Linked DNA regions of Triticum aestivum: region 1 is linked to region 2. Evidence: chromatin contacts called from public Hi-C data. All regions are on one chromosome and are shown on one strand. Each heading gives the region's core, a stretch centred on a gene start, on an enhancer-like site or on the middle of the called end of the contact. The rest is flanking DNA. Distances are from core to core; before and after follow the strand shown. Region 1 has its middle 19 kb from the start of LOC123149379. Region 2 holds the start of LOC123149378 (F-box protein AFR).

Region 1 (5,761 bases), core at 2,190-4,689, 56 kb after region 2:
TTTTGAAAAACTAACCTTAGACAGATGTGACAAAAAAATATGTGGCAAAATATGGCACTCTCAGGCCTAGAACCAAACAGCCCCTACGTACCGTGCCAAGATGCCGACGAATCATCAAAGTAAAGAATGTAGAATCTGTTGGGAACACACGCCATGTCCATGTGTGACTTGTTTAATTTCGGCGACGATGACCGTTGTCTGGTTCGCGCTGGACACGCGGGAAGGAACTATGTCCATCGCAAGTAAATGGGCGGCACATTGTCTAAAAGAGAGAGAGAGAGAAAGAGAGTAAATGGGCGACGGGTGCGAGTTGCGAACCAGAACCATCAGCACCAGTGCGGGTCCAAAAGCCACGTCATTACAAAGTGGATAGCTAGCTTAGCTTAATTAGCTAGGCAACTCGATGGATGGGGGGTCGATCTGTATATTTTTCCACTGTGTGGTTGAGAACCACGTAGACTTGGAACCACCAATATGGAAGGCCCGCTACTATTCAATTGATGCGTTTAAACATTTCGAAAAGTCAGCGAGTCCATGCATAAAGAAAATAAGTCAACGAGTTAATACCACACCGATCGACTGACTGATTCAAACGCTAAAATTGTTGTTCTCATCTACACATCGTCACCCATCGTCTCAACTTTCTTTTTGCAGCAGAATGAGCTGCCTCCTGCAAAGTACCTTTTCATTTCCGACGAAGGAACTGCAGACAGGTCTTTCGAAAGAATTGCACGCATGCAAAAGTGTCTGATTTGCATAGGGACAGTCCTCTTGAAACAGGTTTTTTCCCCATTTTATAAATAAAGCAATCACCGAATCAAGTACATGGTCGAAAGATACAAGATGATAAGGTAGCCCTCATACAATGTCGATCCCAAGATAGCCGGTTCACGCAAACCAGGCCTACGCTACCTAAAGAAAGTATAGGAAAAACCGAGTACAGCACCACACAAAGACCTAAACACCTAAGTTCCACGACAACGCCCTGAAGAAGGAAAACAGCGCAAAATGTCGCCGCTGCATAGGGACAGTCAGGGTCTTAGTAAATTCCTAAATGGAGCCAAGTGTGTTCACAGAGGACTGCACACATGAACCATCAAAGGCCACTCGGAGCACAATTTCGGGTCAAAATTATGGTTCAACACGCACATGAGAAGAGCACGTGGCAATTTTTTGTGTTTTGACCCTTTTTTGAAACCTGTTCGGGATTTGACCCTAGTTTCAAATTTTTTTCGAGATCTGACCCTTTTGCTACCGCCAGAGTCCATGGCGGTAGGATCTAACAGCCTACCGCCAGGGGCTTTGGCGGTAGGCACGAGCACACACTGTGTTCAATACTTATGAGGTTTTTGGCAGTAGGGCATGCAACCCTACCGCCATGGTCCCTGGCGGTAGCAAACGGGTCAGGTCTCGAAAAAATTTCAAATTAGGGCCAAATCTCAAATAGGTTTCAGAAAAGGGTCAAAATACGAAATTTAGCCACCATGAATATGCAGAGACGGCTATATCGATTCTACGCTCTACTACACTCCACTTGGGAGTCAAAGAGATGATGACATGCAGCTTGCTAGAACTGTGTAGCTGCCAAAGCAAGCGCAATTGGCGGACTGTGAAGGGAGAAGCCGGCAAGGAAACCCGCGGAATGTGATGGGTTCGTAGCAGTGGCGAAAATGACGCCGGTCTTGGATCGAGTCCGACGCCGATGGTGGGCGAACACCATTGGCACTATGCTAGGTCTTGCATCGACGTCTTACGGACAGCGACGTATTATTACAGGCGGCCAGTGATCATATGCATACGGGCAATATATAGGTGGATGGATATGCTATCATATACAGTCGCGTAATAACCGTCGTGATCGTCGTGACCTCCATGATAGATACTTGGAGGGAGATAGATTGCGTGCTCAAACGGGGAGGAGGACCAAGATCACCAAGAGTGATGGTCGTGTTTATTTGTAATTCAAACACACATGGTCCGAAGAACTAAAGTAAGAGCGTCTACAGTTGGACGCCTTAAACTCGTCTCGAATGCCCAAGCGAGCCGCCCGGTCACTGATCGGGCATAAAATTTTATCCTAGACGAGCGCCTCAAATGGGCCGAAAACACCCGGGCTGACCGGCACTCCTTATATCCAGTCAAAATATGAGGTGCCTAAACGCGCCCGGGCGTGTCTGCCACGTCGGACTGATGCTGGGTCCCACATGAAAACAATCCGAAACCCGGCGGTCTAAAACTCGTCTCATTTCGCGTCGGACAGTTGTTGCCGCATGGCATCGCTCCGGCGAGCCGCGTACTGCCTAGCCCGGCAATTTGATCCGACGGCGGAACCGAAACTTCCTCTTCCCGTCCGTCGCCGCCACTTCTTTCCATTCCTCGTCTGCCACCACTACTAGCCGTGCCCCCGCCCTGCCAGGTGAGGAGCTATCCATTTCTAACACCAGAGCGCCGGCGTAGCTCCTTGAGCAGATCCGGGCAAGGAGCGAAGGCCGGATCCCCACGGGGCTACCTCCGGATGTAGTGGATCCCGGAGGAGGAGTTGGAGGAGGAAGAGGGGGTTGAGAAGGAGTAGGAGGATGTGGTGGACGCTGATCTAGGCAAGGCAGCAGACTATCCTCGATTCCCTTCGCTCGGAGTCAGATTCAAAGGCCACACGCTGTCGTCAGCATGAGATGGAGGTGGAGCACGCTGCAGAGGAAGAGGAGATGCCCGCCTACATGGATGAGGTCGAGGAGGAGGAGCCGGAGCCCTGTTACGCGCCCGTTCACCTGGCGCCCGGCACCGACGTCGTTGATATCTCTGACGACGAAGATTAGTTAGGGTAGTACATATGATTTTTTTGCATGCTTTGTTTGAATCTAAGGTTGAAATATAAAAGATTTGGATATAGAGTAGCAAATTTAAGACGTGATCGACTACTGTCCACAAACGCATTGTTTTAGGGATCGGATCTATCAAGTACGGCTATATATGTTCTAAGAGCGCATGAATGCAGCAGCCCCTGAGGTAGCTTTGCCACGCAAGTTACGTTCGATGGCCATCCTTCCTCATCAACCGACAAGGAAGGACACCCACCATGTGTACATTCACCGCACCTCGTTGCTCCGGCCGCACAAATTGTTGATGAGCACAAGTACAAAGCACAGCGGTACGTACACCGCGAACAGCACTCTTCCATCCTCATCCCCATCACGGCCGTACCGCCGGTCGCTGTGGGCAGTGGCTGGCTGGTCCCGGCGGGCCGTGCATGCGCCATCCATCCGTCGCGTGCACACCTCTCCGCACGTCGGCCGTCGACGCGGTGGTCCGATCCCCACGCTGTTTTGTAGGGCACCCACGCGTTGCCCTCCGTCGGCATCGGCAGGCTCTCTCTCACACCCCACGACGGCGACCCGTGCATGGTGCATCGCCTTCTTCCCAATGGCACCGGTAGGTATTGTACGTGAGCTCCAACATTTGCCCTTGCCCTGCCGTGTCCGCTGTCCTGTCACATCGCGTCCCGTCCTAGTTAGCTAGGTGAATTGCTTGAGTGAATCGCGCCCTTGAGGCCGACGGGACGTGAGTGGACGCAGGGGTGTAGCAAAGATACGGATACCACCACCACCACCACCACCCAGCACCCTCTGAAATCTTGGTGCGATGGCACCATCGACCACCGCCTCCGCTCCCGCAATTCGACAGCTCAATCGCACCCGCATTATCTCCGTCGTGTGATCAAATCCGAGGTCGTGGGGATATAAGCAAAAGCAACGGAATATTACCATATACGACGGGCTGTGCGCGTTTTGGCACTTCCATCCACAGGTCATATCCGGTGCCCCAGAGGCTGGACCTCGTGTCGTGCCAGGGCAAGGAAAGGCTTTGCCTGTCCTTGTAGCTAGTGGATGGATGGACACGATGTGTGGATGATGAATACTTGATTTGATCGATATGGTCCTGCTGTCTGCTTGACACTTGTATGGCTAGTAATAAGTGACTCCTCATGGCCGTGATTGATTGCCATCTTGTCTTTGGTACAAAGAATTTCCAGAATAACTTTGAAGGATTTCGCTCCATATAACTATTTTTTTCTTTCAAAGGTCCGTTTGGTTGAAAGGTATGAACCCTCTAAATTGCTTTTCTACGCTCTAATTTTGTACTCTATGATTTCTAGCAAGCGGTGAGACCTCTTGATGAAAATAAATCTTTCAAAGCATTTTAGTTTTTTCTCGAAAATACTAACGCCCACACGTGTGGCATTTTTATAACTCGCCCCCACGCATGGATCACCGTCCAGTCAAGTTTGCACGAATCTTGACACATTGAGGCGGATTTTGAGTGCCGCGTAGGACGGGGCTGGTGTGTGGGTGTTTGAGAGTTCGCCCACACGCCTCGCAGCACGCGGTTTGCCAGCTGTGCTGTGTGAGCGAACTAGTTTCTGCACACACGACCACCACCTAGTCAACGCGTGTGTGGGCGAAGTTCGCCCACACAACACTCGTACGTTGTTGGATGGTAATTGCAGTTGCGCGTACGTGGAACTAGGTAAACACACATGACAACTGTGATTCATTGCTAGACGGCAACTGCAGTTGCGCGTATGTGACAACCAGGGTAAACACACATGACAACTGTGATTAACCATACATGGCAACTATGGTTGTACCGCACACGACAACTAAGTAAACACACATGGCAACTACTATTTGACCATATGTGGCAAGTAGTTAATCACACACGGCAACTATGGTTTAATTACACGCGGCAACTACCATAAATTAGACATGGCAACTATAGTTAATCAAAACAGATAGAGTTGCTATTTCTTTTACAATTATATTTGCCATTCCGAATAACTACATCTGCCATCCCGGATGGCAACTAAACTGTCATCCTGTGGGTTACCTAACGTAGTTACGGCGGGACGTGTGGACATTTTTGCTTCGTGCCACACGCGCGGGGTGAAGATGATAGTATTTTTTAGGTGTGTGGCACGAAGTAGCTGCGCCCACACGTGTGGGCAATTCTAATGTTCGCTCACACACAGCCCGTGTGGACTGCCTTCTGTCCACGCCACACACGGTGTGTAGTTGAATGTCTAGTATGACACACGTATGGGCATTATCGACGTCCACTTTTTTGACCCAATTGAAAGCATTCTAGTAGATTGTACTTTCTAGTTGCGGCAAGTTTTTTATGACAAATTAAGAACATTCAGTTCGTTTTCAGACGTGGGGTATTAAATTTAGTTCATGCAGCCGGATTCATGCGGTCATGCCAAATTATCATGGGTAGCAGGCTAACTACGACATGATAATAGTATCAGTTCGCTGCGCATCATTGAGGGCCTAAAACTGTGGCAAACAACCGCGTTCAGCGAGTATGTAGCGAGTATTGTCAAAGATCAGAGCAACCATCCTCATAATTCAAAAATCCTTGCTCACGTCTCGTGCTTGGATCGATTACACACCAGCAGTATTTATAAACTCATATGGCCCCTTTCTCGATCGCTTTAATTTCTCTGGCTCCTTTTGGTTCACATGATTGATATGCCATCAAGCTGGCGTACGTGGATGCATTTAAGCTGTTTCTGAACATTGTTGAGAATTAGGCACAATCTTATGAGATGCCCTAAGACAAGAACCATCTTACATCTTGAAGGGCTACATGAACATATCTTAGGCACAATCTTATGAGATGAGGCAAAGCTTTTGCCTCCGTTTTGAAAAAAAAAATCTTATGAGATGCCCTAATTCTGAATAGACTGCTACACTCAGGCTGC
Region 2 (6,581 bases), core at 702-3,201:
CCAGGAGGAAAAGAGGAGATACCAATCCGTCCCACCCCGTGGTGTTGGGTCGAGAGCGAGAGGACATACTATGCCGTTGACGTCGAGCTCACTCCACGCCGTCGCTCCAAGTACGAAACGCAACGCAAGGGGAAAAATGCTCTGATAAAGCGGGAAATAAAGCCTGGTGGACTGCTACGAGCCATTGCTGCAGGTGTAATCATTTTGCCCTTTACACGCACGCACGCACGCACGCACGCAAGCTTCCTCCCCTGCTCTGCTCAGCAGGCTCTCGCACCGGTGGCTGACGCGCGGGCCCCGCATGGCAGGCCTCGCCGCCCGCCCGTGCGCTCGGCTGGCTAGTAGAGTACTAGTAACAGTAGCTGCCCGACCGCTGCGGCGTCAGCAGTGAGCTACTGGCTCGGCGATGACGGAGGCGCTGGTGGCTGACGTGCGGGCCCAGGGTCGGGTCTCCTTTCCCTTCCCCCCGCCGGTGCCTGGCGCCGACGAGCTTGGTTGGCGGCTCAGGCGTAGAGGACCTGCGCGTTGCACGGCGCCAGCCCGACGAACTCCTCGGGGCCCTTGACGACCTCCCACTCCACCCGCTCCTCCTCCGTGCCGGCGCCGTGGTTGGCGGCGGACACGACGGTGCCGACGGCGACGTCGAGGCCCGCGCCGACCACGTAGATCCTGCGCCGGCCGCCGCCGACCTCCTCCAGCTGGCCCGCCACGACGTGCGGCCGCCGCACCTCCTGCGGCACCCCGCCGCCGGCCACCATCCGCCACTCGTCCCGCGGCTCGTCGTACCGCTTCAGCCGCCACTCGCCGTACTCGGCCACGATGTACATCCGGCCGCCCGACACGGCGCAGGAGCCCGTCCACCCCTCCCGCATCCCGCGCGCCATGTCGGACCACGCGTCCGCCGCCGCGTCGTACACCGCGCCCCGCGGCGCGCGCTCGAACGGCCACGCCCACCCCTCCGTCACGTACAGCTTGCCGCCCGCCGCCGCCGCGTCGTACCTCGCCACGGCCGCGCCGCCACGGGGAGCCGCGGGCGACCAGCGACCGGCCTCTGGGTCGAACACCTCCGCCTCTCCGTCCTCGCCGGCCACCACCACGCGCCCGCCCACCTCGCCGGCCGCCATGTAGCCCCTCGCCGTCCTCATGCCGGCCACCTGCCCCCACCCGTTGGTCGCCGCGCTGTAGACGGCCACGCTGCTCACGGCCTTGTCGCCGCCCTCCTCCACGCCGCCGATCACGTAGATCTCGCCGCGCGCGGGGAGGCCCACGACGGCGAACGAGCCGGCCGCGGCGCCGCAGGGGACCGGGGGCAGCAGCAGCCAGCGGCGGGAGAAGGGGTCGAGCGCCTGGCACTGGAGGCGGCGCGAGACGGGGTCGAAGGCGAAGGCGAAGAGGAACGGCAGCGAGAGCGAGACCGTCGCCGCCGGCGGGGCCGAGCCCTTGGTCTTGGCGGCGGCCCCCGGCGCGTCGGTGAGGAACCTGTTCCAGTTGGAGGAGACGGTGCGGAACAGGCGGTGGTAGAGGAAGGGGAGGTGGAGGAGGCACTTCTCGGCCACCTCCTCCGGCAGGCCGGGGATGAGCTCCATCGCCCCCTCCTCCTCCCTCGCCTCCTCGCCGCCCGCGCCCAGCACCTGCTGCTTGCACGCCGACGAGAAGCTCATCGCACCTGCTGCCGGACGGCGTTCTTGCCGCGGTTTTGGGATGGAACTCTGCTGGGCGGGGCGGGGTAGCGTTGCTCTGAGCTTTGCTCTGGTCGGAATGGAGGATTGTGGGGGAGGGAGGGGAGCGGTGCGCAATTTATAGAGGTGTGCGAGTAGGAAGCGGGTGGGCGCACTGGCGCTGGCTGACTTTTTTGCCATTGCGCTCGGGCGGGCCTGTGGCGCTGCCTGTCAGAGCTTCGGATCTGGCGATGCGATACGGAGCGTTCTGGCCGTCGGATCCTTTTTTCAGCGCTCAGATCTGGACTCTGGAGTGCTATGCACACAGCTCTGGGCGGAGGAGCACCAAAAACCGCACATACAGCCTTCTTGAGGACGCTTATCCAATTGACCTTTCTTTATGCTTACAAGGCCTCTTTATTTTTCTCGTGAAATTACGGGATCGAAGATGTTTGTCCATTGGCCTTTCGTTCTGCATACAAGGCCACTTTGTTTTCCCAGTGAAATTAGGGGATAGATGATGCTTATCCAATTGGCTTTTCGTTTCTGCTTACATGGCCACTTTGTTTTTCTTGTGAAATTGTGGGAACGATGATGCTTATCCAATTGACCTTTCGTTTTTGCATACAATGTCACTTTGTTTTTCTTGTGAAATTGTGGGATCAATGATGCTTATCCAATTGACCTTTCGTTTCTGCATACGAGGCCACTTTGTTTTTCCTGTGAAATTGCGACATATAATTTGGTTTAACAGAACATGGGTTACGTGTCATTAAAAATATATCAAACAAAATTTCTTTGAATGACATATAGCTCACATTTTTGGGTAAAATTAACGATCATATTTACACACAGAAAGAATGAAGTCGCCTTGTATATAAAAATGAGCGAGTATCCAAGTTGCATCTTAATCAACATCAAAACTACAAGAATGTAAATTATTTTGTGATATGGTGGGAGTGTGTCAAGTGTAACATATGGATTGATGAAAATGGGTATGTGTCATATATGCTAGCAAACCCTAGCCATGCTTGGGTACACCCCCTCTAAGAAAGTTTTTACGACTTATGGTGCCAATAAAAGATTACAACTTACCACTTCAATTAAAAGAGTGGTTTAGTCAATTTCACTTCAATGTAAAAGCCTATCTTGCAAGCATACATTGAATGAGATTGAAGTGAAAGTTAAGATTGGTGGCCATAGATATTTACTCCACGATATTCCTGATGAATTACACTGCATCTCGACCAGCCCTAGTACATGACCCGTTTGAACAAGCTTAAAATGTTGCAGATCGTCGACGGGCGCTTCCCTTTTGTGCTTGCCAGTAGAGTCTGTGAAAAGCAACTCTTTTGTACGCAAGAGAACTGGAATTTTTCCCTCAATGAGGCTGCGGTGAGATGACGAGCTAGATGCGGATTAGGATCTAACTAGCAATATAATTTTGACTTGGGATTAGATCAAGTAAAATACAAAAATACATTTTTTTAAATTTTCTTTTGGGGAAGGGGGGTATCAAAGCAACTCTTTGAGACCAGATGTTGAAACTCGAGAGATGTATGTTTTTATTGTCGTTGTGGCTTAACATAGAATCTCCTACAAAAACTTGCAAATGCACATGTGCATTGTATGTTATGCCATACATAAGGGGACCGTATATTTCACAATTCACATTCAACTCAAAATGAATTCAACTTCGTTTAAATTTTGTAACCAATTGAATGTGAACACTTGTAAGCCATCTGCATTACAAAGTAAATGACATCAAAAGAAAAAAGTCCTAGTTTGTTCCTGTAAATGAAAGAAGTCGAGGAAATTATGCCAAACAATTCCACCGCTAGTGGCTAAAAATACAGGCAATAAACAATGTAACTCATGTACATTCAAATTGTAAAAATTTGTATCAAACAAAAGTAATTTAGAGAAAACAGGGATGAATCGTCATTGTAAACGGTCACATAGAAATAAACTATTAGAAAACATAAATAATAATTCCGGAACTAGGCAAAATCAATACTAGAAGCAAAACCCGGATCTTACCATTCACTTGCAATCAAAAGTGCATTTATTAGACACTTTAACTTATATAAAGTATAAAATGTAAAAATATATCATATATGAGCCATGTAAAAAAAGAGAAGAAGCATCGAAATAGAAATTACAATGAAATTGTTGAAGATCTTATATGTTAAACTCATATTCTATTCTCAAACATACAAGAAGTCATAATATAACCAGGAAATATATTCTACTATTGAAAAGGGAATTATTTTACCCAATATAAAAAAACAATAACCAATTCTAATTTAGTCAAAACAATGAAACTACATGAGACCACACTAACCCTGGGACGGGATTGAACACAACAACATCTACGAGAAATTTTAAGCTTTATCAGAGCACGCGACCGGCCGGAGCAAAATTCGAATGAAGCAGAATTAATTTCAGTCGGGGTGTAAAATAGCATATCTAATAAAATACGCATCACAAGAGTAGTTTGGTTGGGATGCTCAGAAGTAGTTTGCAGGTTGTTCTTTGGAAATTTTTTGAACACTATGCATTTTAAAAATATATTAAAAAGTCCAATATTTTTATCTGATTTTTTACTATGTGAAAACCTTTAACTCATACAAAAAGAGTACTATTTTTGTGCATACTTAAGGAAAGGGAATGTTTGGAACATGGGGCCATATAAACCCTTTTTAAAAAAATAGTAATTTAAAAAATGGTCAAAAAATCATGAAATTTATTGGCAACAAACTGATATATTGTCGTACTCGTAAACAGTTTTGGGGGGTGAAATGACTTCCGTGGTAATTTTCAGGACAAAGTCAGAATCTGCACTATATTAGGTGTACTCTTCACTCTACATTGTCATGGACAATTTGTTTCTATGCTCTGATTTTTGACGGCGGTTTCTTTTCTCTATATTTTTTACGAGTAGGACAATGAGTCAAGTTTGTTTGAAAAAGCTTCAAAGATTTTTGACGTTTTCTTGAATTGCTAATTTTTTGTCCTGAAAATAGTTTATAGAGTTTATCTACCACCAGGTTCACACAGGTATTTTCCCATAGTGAAGGAACTAAAATGACATCTATGCTATCTTTACATACCCATACAGTATTGCCAACTAGCAGTATACATGAATTATGAGTGAGATGGCCGAGGCATGGGACGGAATTGTTTTGTGATATGGTTTGCGAATTTTGTAAAACATCATCTACTATCATTTGCACTAGGTGCACCACAATACATAAAGAGCAACGCTACACTTACGGACAGAATTGGTTACAGGAAGCGTACGGCTGATGTGGAGAAATATCAGGGGTTAGTTTAGACTTATGGTGGCCCACAGTGAAAATCAGGGTGGGGCAGAGGATTAATAGGAAGGGGGCACGTATGTCCGTAACCTTCTTCCCGTGATAACTCGCCCGTAGGTGTAGTAGTTTCGATACATAAATCTTCTATTTCTAAATAGCTACAACGCATTATCTATTTTTTTCTAGCCATGCAACCATGCCATGTAAGTAAGTCATGCATGCAAAACCATAATTTACATTTATTTGCGTTTCTCTATGCATGCAATGCTACCACATCATTAGTTCATGCATATTAGTCATAAGCTATTTTTTGCATTAGAGTTCACCTTTCACGTTTTGTTTGGAATGTCATTCTTTTAGATGCAATTCATTTTTTCTCTTTTTATACCCTTTGTATTTTTATTGTTTTTTAAGCTTACATTAGTTTTTCATTAGTTGTAGATGTTTTTAGCAACCTATTTATGCATTTTCTTACCAAAGGTTCTCAGAGCGATGCGCGGAGCATCATCTAGTAACGCACAGTTACTGATGTTTAGAAGTCCTCTGCGGATTGTTCATATGAAATCCGTGAACTTGGATCATTTACGAAAACATTTGAAAATACAAAAAAAATAAGTGAAATACATTTTGGAGTATGTACTCCTCTGTAGCTCTAAACTGTCACCATGCCACAACATAACGCCCCCCCCCCCTTTTTTTGCGGGGTTACATTACCCCTTTTTTTAATACAAAAAAAGACGATGAACATTATTTGCATCCTATTGGAAGCACTAACATGATATAGGGCATCCCCATACAGTATTGCCAACTCGTGAGGTCTGATTGAGGTGGCAGGACCGGATCAGCACGGAAGCAAACAAATGCACCAGCTGTTGCCTGTTCTGTTCAGTTATATACAGGCTGCCAAGTTCAGGAAACAGCACCTTCTTTCCATCATTTGCAACCAACCGCAATACAAACAGTCCCCCTCCATCGCTGAAACGGCCCATGCTGCTTTTGTCCACCACTGTGCGACCGACTGTCGACTGATTGGAGCAGGGATTCTGGGGGCGGCGGCTCTCCCTCTCCGGTGCCAATTTGGTACAGTCCCACTCTGCCCACAGGTTAAACAGTTCAACCGGCGAAGGGCCAAAGGCGGTGAACACTGAAGAGAGCAGTGTCGTAAACAGTTTAAGAGACAGCCAACCAGCGAGCAGCCAAAGGTGAACAGAGCAAGGCAGGCCGGCAGGGATGTTGTTGTCCGGCCGCGTGTGGGCCCGCCTGCCAAGAGGCATTCGCGTCGCTCCGGCCCGTGACTGAGCCCAGCGGGCTCCATACCGGCCGACCAGGGTCGCGGCCTGAGAGCGGGCCCAGCGGGCCCAGGACCGAGAAAATCGTAGTATTCTTTTCTTCATTCCTTTCCGTTTTGTTGGATCAGAATTCAGAAGGAGCAAAGGTGGTGTGCATGCGAGAGCTCAGGATGCGGGCACCGACATCTTTCTTCCGATCGAGGCGCCGGTTGACAAGACGATGGGTGAGGCACCGTCCTCTGCTAGCTCGACACGGGCCTAGGTACTCGCGCCACGGTTTGAACTCCGGTGGCACTTGGCACGGGGGCCGAGAG

Evidence for each region. A called contact is a pair of places that touch in the nucleus more often than the background predicts.
Region 1: a Hi-C map of leaf shows a contact between it and region 2, with 3 times the contacts expected there. The contact joins the enhancer-like site here to the promoter of LOC123149378 in region 2. A contact is called at or near these places in 5 of 5 Hi-C or Micro-C datasets (leaf, root and an unstated tissue) and 1 of 1 datasets of contacts at active chromatin or transcription factors (leaf).

What each region holds. Positions count from the first base shown.
Region 1 is chr7A:690,898,447-690,904,207 of IWGSC CS RefSeq v2.1, forward strand. No RefSeq gene overlaps it. Among protein-coding and RNA genes, the nearest start is that of LOC123149379, 19 kb to the right of the region's middle. Within about 2 kb of position 3,440, at least 4 of the 8 cell types and tissues checked have an H3K27ac peak or open chromatin away from gene starts, as enhancers often do. A contact at or near this core is called in leaf, where this site is marked.
Region 2 is chr7A:690,844,079-690,850,659 of IWGSC CS RefSeq v2.1, forward strand. It overlaps LOC123149378 (F-box protein AFR), which reads right to left and starts at 1,952. Exons shown (of 1, transcript XM_044569022.1): 1 at 1-1,952. The coding sequence starts at 1,859. The coding sequence ends at 504.